Regions from separate parts of the Macaca mulatta genome. Here region 2 is linked to region 1. The links are chromatin contacts, called in public Hi-C maps. All regions are on one chromosome and are shown on one strand. The core of a region is the stretch at or near the end of the contact, and the rest is flanking DNA. Distances in the headings are between cores, read along the strand shown. Region 1 holds the start of C13H2orf68 (chromosome 13 C2orf68 homolog). Region 2 holds the start of SH2D6 (SH2 domain containing 6).

The links. A called contact is a pair of places that touch in the nucleus more often than the background predicts.
Region 2: a contact with region 1 is called in a Hi-C map of fetal cortex germinal zone, with 5 times the contacts expected there. The contact joins the promoter of SH2D6 here to the promoter of C13H2orf68 in region 1. A contact is called at or near these places in 4 of 14 Hi-C or Micro-C datasets (blood, fetal cortex germinal zone, fetal cortical plate and 1 more).

Annotation. Positions count from the first base shown.
Region 1 is chr13:38,780,861-38,784,916 of T2T-MMU8v2.0, forward strand. C13H2orf68 (chromosome 13 C2orf68 homolog) reads left to right here and starts at 2,235. Exons shown (of 4, transcript NM_001193859.3): 1 at 2,235-2,421; 2 at 2,510-2,628. The coding sequence starts at 2,315. It also overlaps a transcript of USP39 not described here.
Region 2 is chr13:38,976,758-38,980,771 of T2T-MMU8v2.0, forward strand. SH2D6 (SH2 domain containing 6) reads right to left here and starts at 2,102. Exons shown (of 18, transcript XM_077959143.1): 1 at 1,926-2,102; 2 at 1,113-1,215. It also overlaps a transcript of CAPG not described here.

The DNA of each region.
Region 1 (4,056 bases), core at 985-3,484:
GACCTCGTGATCCGCCCGTCTCGGCCTCCCAAAGTGCTGGGATTACAGGCTTGAGCCACCGCGCCCGGCCTTGGCTACTTTACTTTCTTAATAAACTTGCTTTTACTTTGCACTGCGGATTCACCCTGAATTCTTTCTTGCACGAGATCCAAGAACCCTCCGTTAGGGTCTGAATCCGGATCCTTTCCTGTAATATATACACCCATGAAGCCATCACCACAATCAAGAGAAGAGATCTGGGCCCAGCATGGTGGCTCACACCTATAATCCCAGCACTTTGGGAGGCCTGAGGCAGGAGGATCACTTGAGGTCAGGAGTTCAAGACTAGCCTTGGCAACATAGAGAGACCACATCTCCACAAAAAAAATTTAAAAATTAGCTGGGCATGGTGGTGTGCTATTCAGGAGGCTGAGGCAGGAGGATTATTTGGGCTTGAGAGGAGTAGTGATTGCGCACTACAATCCAACCTATGCGACAGAGATCCTGCCTCAAAAAAAAAAATTTTTTTTAAAGAATCTACCCAGCCCCAAAGATAACCTCTTCCTCCCAGAGAACCCCCACAAAAATCAACTGATCTCTCAGTCACTATAGATTAGTTTGCACTTCTTATATAAATGGAATCATACAGAGTCCCTGGCCTCTTTCACTGGGCATATTTACTTTATGATCCATCTATGTTGGTGAGCTACAGAGCTTCCCTTGGATTGCTCAGTAACACTCCATCATGTGGCTGGACCACCATTGGTCCCTGTTTTTTGGTGTGTGTGTGTGTGTGTGTGTGTCTGTGTGTGTGTCTGTGTGTCTGTGTGTTTGAGATGGAGGTTGGACTGCAGTGGCTCGATCTCAGCTCACTGCAACCTCCGCCTCCCAGGTTTAAGCGATTCTCCTGCCTCAGCCTCCCAAGTAGTTGGGATTACAGGCGCTGGCCATCAAGCCCAGCGAATTTTTTGTATTTTTAGTAGAGACGGGGTTTCGTCATGTTGGCCAGGCTAGTCTCAAACTCCTGACCTCGTGATCCGACCGCCTGGGCCTCTGAAAGTGCTGGGATTACAGGTGTGAGCCACCGCACCCGGCTCTTTCTTTCTTTCTTTTTAAATGTATTTTTTTTCTCGTAGAGAGGATGTCTCACTGTATTGCCCAGGCTGGTCTCAAATTTCTGGCTCCAGCGATACTCCCACTTTGGCATCCCAAAGTTTTGGAATTACAGGCATGAGCCACCACACCCAGCCGTTTGTCCCTGTCCTAATCATGAATTCCTGATTTTGACTTTTGTAAAAGGACTTGAGAATTTTACACGCTGTGACATGAACCCAGTGGTCAGAAAAAAATAGAAAAAAAAAAAAAAGGGCTGGGCGCAGTGGCTCATGCCTGCAATTCCAACACTTTGGGAGGCCGAGGCAGGCGGATCACCTGAGGTCCGGAGTTCGAGACCAGCCTGGCCAACATGGTGAAACCTCATCTCTACTAAAAATACAAAAATTAGCCGGGCCTGGAGGCACGTGCTACTCCGGAGGCTGAGGCAGGAGAATCGCTTGAATCCGGGAGGCGGAGGTTGCAGTGGGCTGAGATCGCGCCAATGCACTCCAGCCTGAGCAACAGAGTGAAGACTCCTTCTCAAAAAAAAAAAGAAAAAGAAAAAGAAGTAAACAAGAAAATAATACACCCGTAGGTCCCTCAAAAACCCTGGGTCATCCCGCGGGGACAGTTAAGCCGTTGGCGCCGAGGGTACGAGGCAAGCCAGGCCAGGAGAGCCTTCGCGGAGCCTGCGGCCTGGGCGCCGCTGTGTGCCCTGCCTGAGCATTTCAAGGCCTCACAATCTATTTGCGGTAGGTGCTCTAGGTGTTCCCATTTACTAATGAGGAAACTGAGGCGTAGTAGGGTTACATGGTAAGCCAAAGTCACGCAGATGGTGATGGATTGCACAGTATCCTATTACCAGAAAGAAAGACGGGAAAGCACCGCCGTAAGCATCGAGTTGTGTTAATAGATGATTTGCATTTTGCTGAATGTTCTGCTATCAGCTGTAAGCTGAAGTCCTTGCTTCCTATTGATGTGTTACGAAAAAACAAAAACGAAGCAAAACCAAAAGCCCTCTAGAAGTTCGGGCGGTGGAAGTCAAGCATACTCTACTCCACTCGACCCGACTAGACCCGAAAACTCCGCGCGCCGCATCGCTTGGCCAGGCAGGGCCTCCCAGACCGGAAGTCAGGATGCGGGGCCGGAAGCTGAGCGAGGGGCGGCGCGGGCCTGTGTGGGCGGGTGGCTGTAGTTGGGGCGGTCGAGGCGGCGGCGACTCTGCGCCCCCCGGCTCCGGATGGAGGCGGGGCCGCATCCCCGGCCGGGGCACTGCTGCAAGCCTGGCGGGCGGCTGGACATGAACCACGGCTTCGTGCACCATATCCGACGGAACCAGATCGCTCGGTACCGCCCCGCCCTGCGCTGTCGCCGCCACTCCTGGCCTGGCCTGGCCTGGCCCGACAGTCCCTGACTCCCGCTCGGCTCCCCGCAGGGACGACTATGACAAGAAGGTGAAGCAGGCGGCCAAGGAGAAGGTGAGGAGGCGGCACACGCCCGCGCCGACGCGGCCCCGCAAGCCAGACCTGCAGGTGTACCTGCCGCGACACCGAGGTGAGGCCGCCCGCCCCGCCTGTCTCCAGCCCGCGCGCTCTTCCTGCAACGCACTCCCCTTCTCTGTAGGGAAAAACCACTTCTTACTCCTAAGGTTCAGTTCACCTCGTCTCTTCCCGGAACCTCCACCTCAACGCTCCCAAATCTCTGCTGAATGTTTCTCCCCAAAAACTGGGAAGACTCACAAGACCCCAGTTAAGCATCGCTGTCACAGAGTATCCGGGAGCCAGCAAGACGTTTATCTGCCGGTTTGCCCCTTCGTGCTGTATTTTAGTAAGGTGCTCCGCTACCTAGCAAAGAGAAAGTCTGGCACAGCGATGAGCGACCAGCACGTAATTGTGGAATGAACCCAGTAAATGGCCTTTCCCCAGCTTCCCTGCTACCTAGAGATCACACTGGTTAACATATGACACTCAATTTTTACTAAGCATTATTACTTCTTTTTTTAAGTTTTTATTTTATTTTTGAGACTAGGTCTCTGTCGCCCAGGCTGGAGTGCAATGGTGCGATCTCGGCTCACTGCAGCCTTAGCCTCCCGAGTACCTGGGACCCCAGGCCTGTGCCACCACACCCAGTTAATTTTGGTATTTTTTGTAGAGAAGGGGTTTCCCTCACGTTGCCCAGGCTGATCTCGAACTCCTGAGCTCAGATGACCTGCCTGCATCGGCCTCCCAAAGTGGTGGGATTACAGGTGTGTGCCACCACACCCTACCTTTGTTAGGCATTATTTAAAGTGCTTTCAGATCTTACGTATATTAATTCATTGAGTCTGTTGTTTTTTTTTTTTCTTTGAGACAGAGTCTCACTCTGTCGCCCAGGCTGGAGTGCGGTGGTGCGATCTCCACTCACTGCAAGCTCTGCTTCCCGGGTTCACGCCATTCTCCTGCCTCAGCCTCCCGTGTAGCTGGGACTACAGGCGCCCACCACTGCGCCCGGCTAATTTTTGTATTTTTAGTAGAGACAGGGTTTCACCATGTTAGTCAGGATGGTCTCGATCTCCTGACCTCGTGATCTGCCAGTCTCGGCCTCCCAAAGTGCTGGGATTACACATGAGCCACCGCGCCCGGCCAATTCATTGAGTCTTTATACAACCTCATAAAAACACTTATATCTGTTTCACAGTCAGGAAATAGGCACAGAGAGGTTAAACAACTTGCCCAAGATCTCAGCTAGTAAATGGCAAAGCCTAGATTTGAACCCAGGCAGAGCTCTATCCACCCTTCTGTTTTCCAGTACTTTTTGCTAGACAAATGTGCATTGTGTACCTACTGTGTGACAGGACTGTGCTGGCCTCAGGGCAGGGATGCAAAGGTAAATAAGTTCTTGACTGGCAGCACACCAAACACTTACATTGGGCCGGGCACGGTGGTTCATGCCTGTAATCCTAGCAGTTTGGGATGCCGAGGTGGGCGGATCCCTTGAGGCCAG
Region 2 (4,014 bases), core at 852-3,351, 200 kb after region 1:
CCACAGTCCCCTCACCCCCTCCCGGGCCACTGTGGGGACCTGAGCAGTCATGCCATGGGAGAGGGCGACCCCTGGTGGCGAGGAGGGGCATGGCAGCCTGGCGCTCATTTCCTGGGCCCAGAGGCTGACGGTGGAAGAGGCAAGGCCTGGAGGACCAGGCTTTAGTCATCAGGAAGGTAAATAAAGGCAAGGCCCGTGGAGTGAAAGAACCCAACTTTTGCTGGGCTTTGCCCTTCCTTAGCCACATTCCCTGTAATGACCTAACAATACTGCTCTGTGACTTTAACTGTACCCTGCTGATTTGCTGATTGGATCTTTAGGGGGCAGGAATGGGCATTAAACGGCTTTTGGCACACTGCGTGTCCCAAGGGTCATTACTGACTTGGGGGTCTGGTGCTAAGCCTTGGAATGCAGAAGCTCACATTCTGATAATAAGATTTCTAATAATAAGAGAATGGGCTCAGGCCAGGTGCAGTGGCTCATGCCTGTAATCCCAGCACTTTGGGAGGCTGAAGTGGGCTGGTCACCTAAGGTCAGGAGTTCGAGACCAGCCTGGCCAACATGGTGAAACCCCATCTCTACTAAAAATACAAAATTTAGCCAGGCATGGTGGTGTGCATCTGTAATTCCATAATCTCAGCTATTTGGGAGGCTGAGGCAGGAAAACCACTTAAGCTAGGCAGCAGAGGTTGCAGTGGACCGAGATTGCACCACTGCACTTCAGCCTGGGCAACAGAGCGAGACTCCGTCTCAAAAAAAAAGAGAGAATGCACTCTTATTAAAGAGTCCAGGGGCTTAGTCAATAGCTGTCTCCAAGTTTCTATGGTACCTATCTCTCGTCTCTAGGGGCAGAAGAGCTACTCAACAAAAGGCTGATTGTTGTAACAGAAACACTCAGAAAACCGAACCTTTGAGAACTTCCCAAGCAGAAATGGGCATGCTTAGAGACCACTCGACCAGTTAATATGAACCCCACATCTGCTATCAAGAGAGTCTGGGCAATCTACTTTGAATATCCCTTCTGGAGCTGTTTCTAGGTTGTTTAGAGATTAAATGAAGTATTTCTAGGAAGTAGGTCGCCTAGACCTAATCACACAAGAATGACATCTCACCGACACACAAGGTCATGGCTAAACCTTCATTGACTAAGTATTTTCCTCCTTCCTTGATGATCCAGGATGTAGCAGTATATGCCGAGATCAGGAAGTGTAAAAGCTGAAAATGGAGTTGGAGACAGAAAGTCCAATGAGTTGCTGGCCACTGTGGTGTCACTGCTCCCGATACAGGTGTAACCTGAGTCTCCCACTTGGGAGCCAGAAATCAGCTGAGAAGAGGCCTCTGGAAAGAGGCCGCCCTGGCCCAGGAGGGTGGATGAAGTAGGGCCTCAGCACAGCTCATCCCACCGAGCAGGCCGGACCCTGAGTTCCTGGCTTGCACTGAAGGGTCTGGGTAAGTCCCTTCTGTAGCGCCTCAGAAGCTCCTTGGGCAACCTGGGAAGTTAGGACAAGAGTTCTGACTTTTGACCCTGAGGTGTGAGGAGAGTGCTTTGAGAGAGAGCATGGTGAATGCGAGTGACCTGGTTATTACCTCCGGGCAGCCTCCTAACCTCACCTTGACTCTGCCATGCAAAATTGATGCCTGGGCGCAGGGCGCCGACGATGGTCAGATACCGCGGCCTGAACACCCTGGAACCTACATCCCTGACTTGGAGGACCCAGGCCTTCCGGGGGCTTCTCCATGAGTCCTGCAGGCCACACAGGGACCCTAACGGACCTAGTTCAGTCTCAGGGTCTGGGCTGCTCCTACCTCCAGGAATGGGAGTTTGCTCTAGGCGATGGAGGAAGGGTTCAGGAGGCCACTCTGCGTCCCTACTAGCTTGTGGGCCCAACCCCCTACCCACCATCTTCTTCTCCCACGGCCCCAACCTCGTAGGGAGGACATGGCGGGGCTCAGGTTCGCAGAGAAGGAGGGCTCGGACCAGCGACTCCAGAGCAGAGCGGCGCGTGCAGGGGTGGGGAGCTGGGTTTGTGAGAAGAGAAGGCCATCTCCTCCCCAGCAGGAGAGCCTCCACCCAGCCACCGGAACCCCACCCTGCCTGGTACAATCTTTGCGTCCGGATCAGCACCCAAGGCCCCGCCCCACGTCCCGCTGCCTGCCGGGATTTGTAGTTTGTAGGGGTACGGCCAGAACGCGCGGGCGCGCGCGCGTGTGTGTGTGTGTGTGTGTGTGTGTGTGTGTGTATGTGCGCGCGTACGTGTGTGTGTGTCTGTGTGTGTGTGTGTGTGTGTGCGCGCGTACGTGTGTGTGTGTCTGTGTGTGTGTGTGTGTGTGTGTGTGTCTGTGTGTGTCCGGGTGGGGGGGGGTCTGTTGTGTTCCCGTCGCGCGCGAGCGTGTGTGTGTGTGACTGTGTGTGTCCGGGGGGGGTTTGTTGTGCTCCCCGTCGCGCGCGAGCGTGTGTGTGTGACCGTGTGTGTGAGAGACTGTGTGTGTGTGTGTGTCCGGTCTGTTGTGGTTCTCCAGTCCCCGAAGGCCTTCCGGGGACTCAGCAAAGGCACCGCAGGCCGCAACTTCCGAGACCCCGCCCCGCGGCCCACTGTCTGCTGGGATTTTGTAGTTCGTAGGGTTCTAGGGCCCTGGCCGGGCGTGCCCCTCTCCTGAGTCCTCGTTTTTCTCGTGAGCCCTGGATCTGGACAGTGGGCCCGGCGCAAGGCCCGCGACTCCGGCTGGGCTCCCAGTGGCACTTTCTGCCGATCCTGAGATGTACCCGCCACGCCTGCGGGACTAACCTCTAGGTGGGCAAACTGAGGCACAAAGAGGGGCGCGCTCTGGCCTGAGTCGGCCCTCTTGTGAGAATTTGGACTGAGAGACCCAGCCCAGGCCTGGCAGGCAAGGCTGGGCCAGGCGAGGTCCTGGGCCCTTTCGATGTAAGAGTGTGCAATCAGTAGTGTTTCACAATAATGAACAGGCTTGCCCAGGACTGGCTGTGCATATTAGCACTGGTTACCACAGGCTTGACGGATCAAATTTTTATTTGGCACCGCTACAGAGGGGAGCCCAGGGAGGGAGGAAGTCTCTTGTGACCAGGAAAACCTATGGTCTACCCTGGCCTTCAACTCTCCTTTAATGATAAAAATAAACCGAGTTTGGGAGGGGGTGAGGAGGGTGTTTTGTGAACTGTAAAGTCCATAGTATGAGTGAGGTGTTACTATCATCAGGATCAGACCTCAAAGCACTGGAGAAAAGGTCTGGGCCTTCAAGAGCCTCGCCTTAAAAGGGAGGGTATGGCCGGGCGCAGTAGCATTTTGGGAGGCCGAGACGGGCAGACCACCTGACATCAGGGGTTCAAGACCAGCCATGTCGAAACCCCATCTCTACTAAAAATACAAAAACTATCCGGGAGTGGTGGCACATGCCTATAATCCCAGCTACTTGGGAGGCTGAGGCAGGAGAATCGCTTGAACCCAGGAGGCAGAGGTTGCAGTGAGCTGAGATTGTGTGATTTTGTCACTACCCTCCAGCCTGGGTTACACAGTGAGACTCTGTCTCAAAAAAAAAAAAAAAAAAAAAGGAAAAGGGAAGGTACACTTACTATAGTTATGTAAGAAATCCCCTTTGGGAGAAGCTGGGTGATCGGATTTCCCTAGACCTTTTTAATTTTTTTAAGTGGGGTGCAGATGGGTCAGGAAACTCAAAGGTTACAGAGCCCTTTCACTTTTTGTTTGCTTGTTGACAATTTTATTGAGATATAATATACCATATAATTCACCCATTTAAAGTGTACAATTCAGTGTTTTAGTATGTTCAGAGTTGTGTAACCATTATCATAAATCTAATTTTGGAACACTTCATCATCCCCAAAATAAACCTGTACCCATTAGCAGTCCCTTCCCCAGCCCCCTCCATCCTCTTCAGCCCTAGGCAACCACTAATCTACTTTCTATAGATTTGGCTTTTGTGAACATTTCATATAAATGGAACCATATGATATGTGGTCTTTTGTAACTGGCTTCTTTC